Regions from separate parts of the Rattus norvegicus genome. Here region 2 is linked to region 1. A link is a contact called in public Hi-C data. All regions are on one chromosome and are shown on one strand. Each heading gives the region's core, a stretch centred on a gene start, on an enhancer-like site or on the middle of the called end of the contact. The rest is flanking DNA. Distances are from core to core; before and after follow the strand shown. Region 1 has its middle 420 kb from the start of Acvr2a. Region 2 holds the start of Acvr2a (activin A receptor type 2A).

Region 1 (3,604 bases), core at 341-2,840:
AAATGAGATTCAGTCCTTTCATCAAGGATACTCCCTCCTGGGTACTGAGAGGAAAGACAGACAGGAAAGCAATGGCTATGGTTGAGATACAGTGGCCAAAGCCTTTTGCCCAGGTCATAGGGAATCTACTTGTACCAGCTTCTGTTTTATTGATTCATTACAAACAAGAATTGTGTGAAGAATGGAGACCAGACGGACTATGCCAATATAAGGATGACATTTAGTTTAAAATCTGGCTCAGCCACCCATTAGAAAACCCTAAAAGAAGCCTCCTACATTGTCAATAGAGCCTCAAGGTGAGGACCTAGCTGGTCTGGGCTAGTGGTTACAAACAGTAGCACCGTTTGCCAGGGGTTATCCAGAGGATGAAGTAGAAGAACATTTGGGGTGACTGACATACATGGTCATGATCCCTGCGTTTCTAAGAAATCCTGATTTGCAAAACCTAGTAACAGTCCATGAAACAGTTGTCCCTTGTAACATACAACTTGTTTTTATTTTGTTTACTTCCACCCATCAGATGTGAGATGCAGAGAACTGGAAACTCTCGTGGAAATGGACTCATGCCATGCAATAGAGCTGGATTTATTACCATTGACAGTTGCTCTCTAGGGGGTCAGAATTGGAACCACTGGAGTATTCCAGGTCAGGAGACTGCCACGTTAATAGACTTTCTGTGGAGGTCTCCCTGAGCAGCAAAGGTTTAAACCTGCCTCCTGTCATATTTCATTGTGACAGAGAGCCCTACTCTCTCCCAAGGGAAGGAGCTCCCACATAAAATAAATGTCCTCCATATAGTGCCACCTTAATGACTATATACCATCAATTGCAAGACAATGAAAAATGATTATTGAGCCATGCACAGCCCACCCTAGCATTTTCTTAGCGTTTTTAATTATACAGCACACAAGAAAAAGTAGAATTTTTTTCTTTTGTTTTACCTGTATGAAAGATAATCTTATCAGGATTTTCATAAAAGAGTAATACTATAGTCAAAAGATTATTCAATGCCCCTCCAGGCTCTTTTCAGAATTCAGGGTGTCAGCACATATTTTTAAAACCAAAAATTAAAAAAAAAAGAAAAAGAATAAAAGAAAGAGAGAAAATAAGAACCCTGCATAACTTAACCCAGGTGCTAACTTAACAGAAGCTGAGAGAAAGATTGAGTCAGGAGAATGTTTCCCCAGAATGTAACTTAGCCTTTCACCCAAACTTTCCAAGCTCTCGTCAATGCACAGGATCTGGTGTTGACGTTAACATCATCTGACAGCGTGTAACTCAACCCTAAGCAGTTAAACATAAGCTACAAGTGTCTATTTTTACACACTTGCAGCACTTTCCCCAGGAGCCTAGCCTCCTTTCAGCAACTTCTCTGCATTCTGAGAGCCATCCCCTGCTATGGGTGCTCCATTCTCCTGTTGGACGCCTTCAGAAAATTTCCTTCCAGTTCCTAATTACCTCAAGCAGCTGCCTAACCCAGCTTCCAGGCTCGAACCTCTGAGCCCTTTGAACACTCAGCATCATCACCGACTGGATGTGGAGAGAGCCGCTGTGCCTGTCGGGAAAATGATAGTACTGTTATTCACTAGCCTCATGGGAAATGAGGCTGCCAGGCCACTGTACACAGTCCTTTCCTGGGAGTGGAGAACAGCGGTCTAGAGGATGAGCCATTAGGCACAGAAAAAGGGAAGTGGCTTTGTTCTGTGTTCTATTCTTGGCAGGAGTTACATCATTTGTTGAAGAGCCATCATCAACAGATCTGTATATACAATGTTGCAGCATATTATGAGCTAAAAACAGTCATGGCCAATAGCACTGACACTAACAACACAGTCTTAGCATAACTGTAAGTCAAGGCAATACAAACACAATGCCCAGCTCCAAATTAAAGCTTCCTTATTTCAGGAAATATCCCAGTTACAAATTTCCTCAAAAAAAATGTTTTTTGTACTCATTGGTTCTTTGGTTTGTCTAGAAGAATATACCTATGGAATACTATAAACCTATGTGCTGATATAAGTGGGTGGAGTTTTCACTCTGACATCATTGGCTCATAAGATACTTAGCTTGCCCACGTTGTGCAGAATGAAAGAGACCATCAATGAAATTTGTCTGATTTCCAGAAAAAAAATGAAGAGTCTGCTAAAAACAAGAGGCAAAGGAAAAAACAAAAAAAGAAATCATTCGAGGGGGGAGGGGAAAAGAGTCTTATAGGACTGACCTTCATCCTAAAAGTTTAACTTGGTTCATGGTAAAGTTTATAGCAAATTGTTACTCAGTTTGAGACGCAGTTTCAAGCTTCTTTGCAACCATTTCATCCTTTCTATTCACTCACAATGTTTTTTTTTTTTTTAATCTAGTTTCGGTAGAAAGCTTTACACGAATGAGATTCTTTAATGAGAATAAACATTTGAAAATGGCTTTCTCTGATTGAAATCACAAGTAATCATTTCTCCCTTAACTTCCCTATTAATACCTTCCTACATTGAGTTCCCCTCACATTCTGTTCATTTACTTGGTAGTTTAGGAATGAGTTCCTCTTTCTGGAGTTTTCCAGGTCTTATTAAAATTTGCCTCGCCGTGCAACTATCCATGTATCACAGAACTGACAGATGTCCTTCAAAAAGGTCATCACATCTTTTATCCCCCAAAGCATGCCTTCTGCTTGAATTTTAGATGATTTTTTATGAAAAAGAATTTTCAGAAGTGTGCTGACTTCTGGTATAATGGTGAGGTGGGGAGAGACGAATTTATTGCTGTAAAATCTGAGTTGAGGCCTCTGTTCAAAGTATGTCACTTCAATCTTCCTGAGATTCAGGGTTTGCATCATGAAATCAACAACTTTCCAGAACTCAGATCTGTCACCCTTCCTACAGCCTTTCCTTACGATTCCCTACTAGGGTGCTACACCGTGTCTAGAGAAGAGAAAGAAGAGATAGAAGAGATGAGACTCCAGTCAAACACTAAGAACATTCCATTGAATCAACTTTTCCCATAATCATTTTCACCAAGATGGTGGAATGGTCCAGAAGAAAGTACTACGGGCCCATTCACTTGTCTATTTTTTTTTTCTGAACAGAATCCTGCTACATATATACCCCAAACTTGCTTCAAGTTCTAGATCTATCTGCCTGAACCTCCCAAGTGCTGGGACTGCAGGTTTCTACAACTAAGCTCTGGTTAAGGGAAACTGGACTCTAAACATTGTTAATATACAAAATATTTGAACTAAGAATCCTATCTTTGTTTTCATAAGGCCCCTGACAATGAAAGAATGGGTTCGGACACACCTCTGAAATGCATGCTTTGGATGTCCTTCCCAGAATATTGACAGACTTCAGACACTTTTCCCCTGCATTTAGGATACATTCCAAGAAGCATTCCCAGTGCCAGGACAGGCACACATAAGACAGTACTGAATGTCTGGACAACAACATCTTTAGCTGAAACCAAATGTGCTTTGAGCATCTTATCTAATACCTTCCCCAAGGCAGAGGACCAAGCAAAAGTATGTGGAAGAAAGAAACAGAAAGCCAGAAAGACACATAGGGGAGAAAGCAAGTTTTTGGTTTTAAAGATTTAATTTAAAACAATCTCCCTTTAT
Region 2 (3,604 bases), core at 281-2,780, 420 kb after region 1:
TGCTGAATTGTGGTAAATGGCAAACGTACTGGCTCTAGCAATCATTCTCTGCACGCTCTAGTTAACTTCTAATATCCCAAATAGCCGAGCTTCTGGAGGTAGGGGTCACATTTTTACATTTTGTATTTGTTTCGGTGCTTAACTGAACACCCGGGAAACAGTTCAACATGGCTTACGGGGTAAAATAGGTCTTACAAGAGGCATAGAATTGATAATACCAACGTCTCTGACTGTCCAATACATTGAAATCTGCAGTTTTCACTTCAAGCTTAATACAGACTTTTCTCGCTAACTAGGAGCAAACCTGTTTGCAACACAATGCTTTGTGTATACAAGGTATGGTGGAAAGGATCCGAACCGCACAACCAGCTAACCGGCGAGGGTGTTCTGACCTGGCGGACAGCCCTTCCTGCCTTTATTTTTTAGCCCAAAGACAAACGCTGGGAGGCCTCCGCGGCGGGGGCGCGGCCGGCTCGCGAGCACCGAGCTCGCTCGGGCAGCAGCGGGTGCGGCTCCCGCCCACTCCGATCAGCTCGGCGCGGCCTCGGCGTCCCCCAGAGGAAAGGCTGGGCGCCGCAGTCGGCCTTGGCATCGCCCATCCCGCTCGGGCGCCGCGGATCTCGCGCCCGGGCGGGCACCGCACTGGGCACTCCAGGGGTCTCGAGACCGTAGCAGGCACCCGCAGGGCCCGCCGTCCCGTCAGCTCGGTCTTGGGTCCCGCAGGCCTCGCAGAGCGCGCTCCAGCCCCGGCCCCGCCCCTCCGGCTCGCCCCGCCTCCCGGGCAATCTCCTCGCGCTCGCCGCCCGGCACGCGCGCTGCGCCCTGCCGCCGCTCCCGCCGCCGCCGCCACCGCCGCCGCGGAGCGTTCTCCGCCGCGCCTGGCTTCCAGCTTCGGGCCGGAACCGGAAGTGTAGGGGGCGGGGCCGGCGGAGGCCAGGAGACCGAAAACGCGGCCGAGCCGGGAGCCGGGAGCCGGAGCCACAGCCTGGACCAGAACTTGGCCGCCTCCTGCGCAGCAGTCTCCGGTGGCCGTCTTCCGTCGCCGCCTCGCACCGCCACCGCCGCAAGCTCGGCTACCGTGGTCCGCGGACTTTGGGTGTCCGGGTTGAAGGTCGGTCCGGACGTCGGAGCAGCTCGGCTCCCGGACCGTCCGGGCGGCTGCGGGCGCCGCCGCCGCCGCCGCCTCGTCGCCTCAGTCAGGCGTTTTGTTCACTGAGACGCGAGAGGCGAGCGGAGCTGACAGTGATTTTGACAGTGATTCCAACCCGCTTTTGTTGTTGTTGGCTTTTCGTTGTTTGGTTTTGTGTGTTGTGCGTGTATGTGGCGGTTTTTCCCCCGTGGTACAATTTTTTAAATTGTTGTGCCTTTTTCCCCCCTTTTTTCGACCCTGTGAACGTTTTTGCTCCCCCCTCCCCCCCGCCTCGGGGCTTCCGAATATGTTTTATGACGGTTGATTTTACACCAGGAGGTTTGTCTCCGAGGAAGACCCAGGGAACTGGATATCTAGCGAGAACTTCCTACGGCTTCTCCGGCGCCTCGGGAAAATGGGAGCTGCTGCAAAGTTGGCGTTCGCCGTCTTTCTTATCTCTTGCTCTTCAGGTAGGTGGAGGAGCCGGCGCGGCGGGGCTGTGGCCGGCTGCTGTCGGCTGGGCAGTTCTGGGGCCGAGGCTTTTCCCGCGCCCAACCCCGCAGCCCTGACAATCTGGAAATCTCCACGAATTCCACTTGTTTTGGGTTGGTTTGGCGAACTGATAGGTTGAGTGCCGTGTTGTTGTGCAAGTGAGAAAGTCATGGTTTGTGGCCATAACACTCGATGACAGCGCTGGTTGGGTTGCTGTGAAGCCGCAAATACCACAAGTGAAAATTTATGTAAAGGTTTGAGACCCAGAAGGAGGTATTCCGAAATGTCATTTAGCCTAAGCTGTTCCAAAACAAGGACCGGTTTTGGTCGTCATCTAATTAGTGCTTCACCGGTGAATATCGAGACATAGATCAAGTGGGCTGGTGTTTAATTTTGACTGTGAGAAACAATGCATCCTATCTGCGATTTAATCTAGGTCTTCTCTCACGTTTTCTCCAACTTCATTGTCCAGTAGTGTTAAAAATAGTTTTAGTTGCCGAGTATTAACCATAACCCAGTGCAGGAGAGGTATGCTGGTGTGTGTTGGTGGTGTGTGTTGGCTTTCACCCACCATTTGTGTGCTCTTTTCAGGCGTAGATTCTGCTTACCTACGGAATACTTCTTTTAAATGCTTTGTACTGACACATTGTTTTCAGTTTAGAACAGGGCATGTGAAATTGTGCTCATGTTAAATGTGCTATTCTTGTGAGATGTTTTTTAGCTCAAGGTTAGGAGAATACTCTGGCCATTTTATATCCGAAAATTATGATTATATGAAGATGTTGTATGGTTGCAACCAGTGGTTGGAAAAACTAGGCTTTTGTACTTGAATTTCTGGAAATGCATACATCTAGCTGAAAGGTGTGCAAACGCACTTAACAGGAGAGTTAGTTCGAGGGATGAAACAGTTTAAAAGTCACAGTGAATACATTCATTATAAAAATTCAGTGGATACTTCCTAGGTTGTGGCAAAGAAGAGGGGTGGGGGACGAATTGACAGGTTTCATGGCTGTGTCGTTCCCTCGTATGTCACAGGGAAATTAGAAGGTGGTAGTCTTTTCTTTGTGTACCTCTCTCTGTTGTGTGTGTGTGTGTCCGTCCATCTTCCCCACCCCACCCCCCTTTTAATAGAATCTTTTGTAATGTATAGAATTTTGCTGAATGGTACATTTCCTTGTGGTTAATAAATGGATAAAGTCTAGTCTTATGTCTGTAGTGGTATTGATCAGTTCCGGGTGGGCTGAATGTGTTGTGAAATGGCGATCATTGCCAGAGATTAACCAAAAGAATCATGTCTGTTTAAATGGAAGAAGGAACATGCTTAAGGCAGGCGGACAGTTCTTTTTGTGCTTGGTTTAGAAAGCCAGCTAAACAATGGTGTCTGAAATGAATGAAAGCTTTGATAATGTTAAATATCTTGCTTTTCGGAACTGACTTAACCGTGTAGTTTTTCCCCTCATATTGCTTCCCCCCCGACCCGATATATCTTGCTGGTAAACTCCTGTTTAGGTCTCCGTTCAGGTTTCCTTTTTTTCTCATCTGCCCTTGAGGAGGAGGGGCATCATGGCCACTGACCAAGGACTGGACATTATTCTTTCTCAAACCCACCTGAGTCTCATTAATTGATGAGGGAGGTTATTCTTGAGCAGCCCCAAGGTATCACTCCTGGAAAAGCAAGCTGACACTACAGATCTTACAGCTTCCTCTGCTTGGTTTGGGAGTAAAAGGAACTGAGCAGTAGTTCCCTTTATGATTATGATCCCTGGGCTCCTAGGTTGATAGCAAAAATTTTGAGGTAGAGAAGTTCTGCTGTTGTAGAACATAGAGATAATTCATTAAAATAATTTGAAAAGCTTTAATCCATATTGATACATGAAGGTGTTTTTGTGCTTAAAATGTCTTAATTTTTTTTTTTTAAGGACTTCGTTAGGGATTAAATGCACTCTTAAAAGCCCTCCTTCCCCCGTGTGTGTGTGTGTGTGT

What was found. A called contact is a pair of places that touch in the nucleus more often than the background predicts.
Region 2: a Hi-C map of psoas muscle shows a contact between it and region 1, with 1.8 times the contacts expected there. The contact joins the promoter of Acvr2a here to the enhancer-like site in region 1. A contact is called at or near these places in 1 of 12 Hi-C or Micro-C datasets (psoas muscle) and 1 of 1 datasets of contacts at active chromatin or transcription factors (oligodendrocytes).

Annotation. Positions count from the first base shown.
Region 1 is chr3:53,195,966-53,199,569 of GRCr8, forward strand. No RefSeq gene overlaps it. Among named protein-coding and RNA genes, the nearest start is that of Acvr2a, 420 kb to the right of the region's middle. Within about 2 kb of position 1,591, at least 8 of the 93 cell types and tissues checked have an H3K27ac peak or open chromatin away from gene starts, as enhancers often do.
Region 2 is chr3:53,613,256-53,616,859 of GRCr8, forward strand. Acvr2a (activin A receptor type 2A) reads left to right here and starts at 1,531. Exons shown (of 11, transcript NM_031571.3): 1 at 1,531-1,599. The coding sequence starts at 1,545.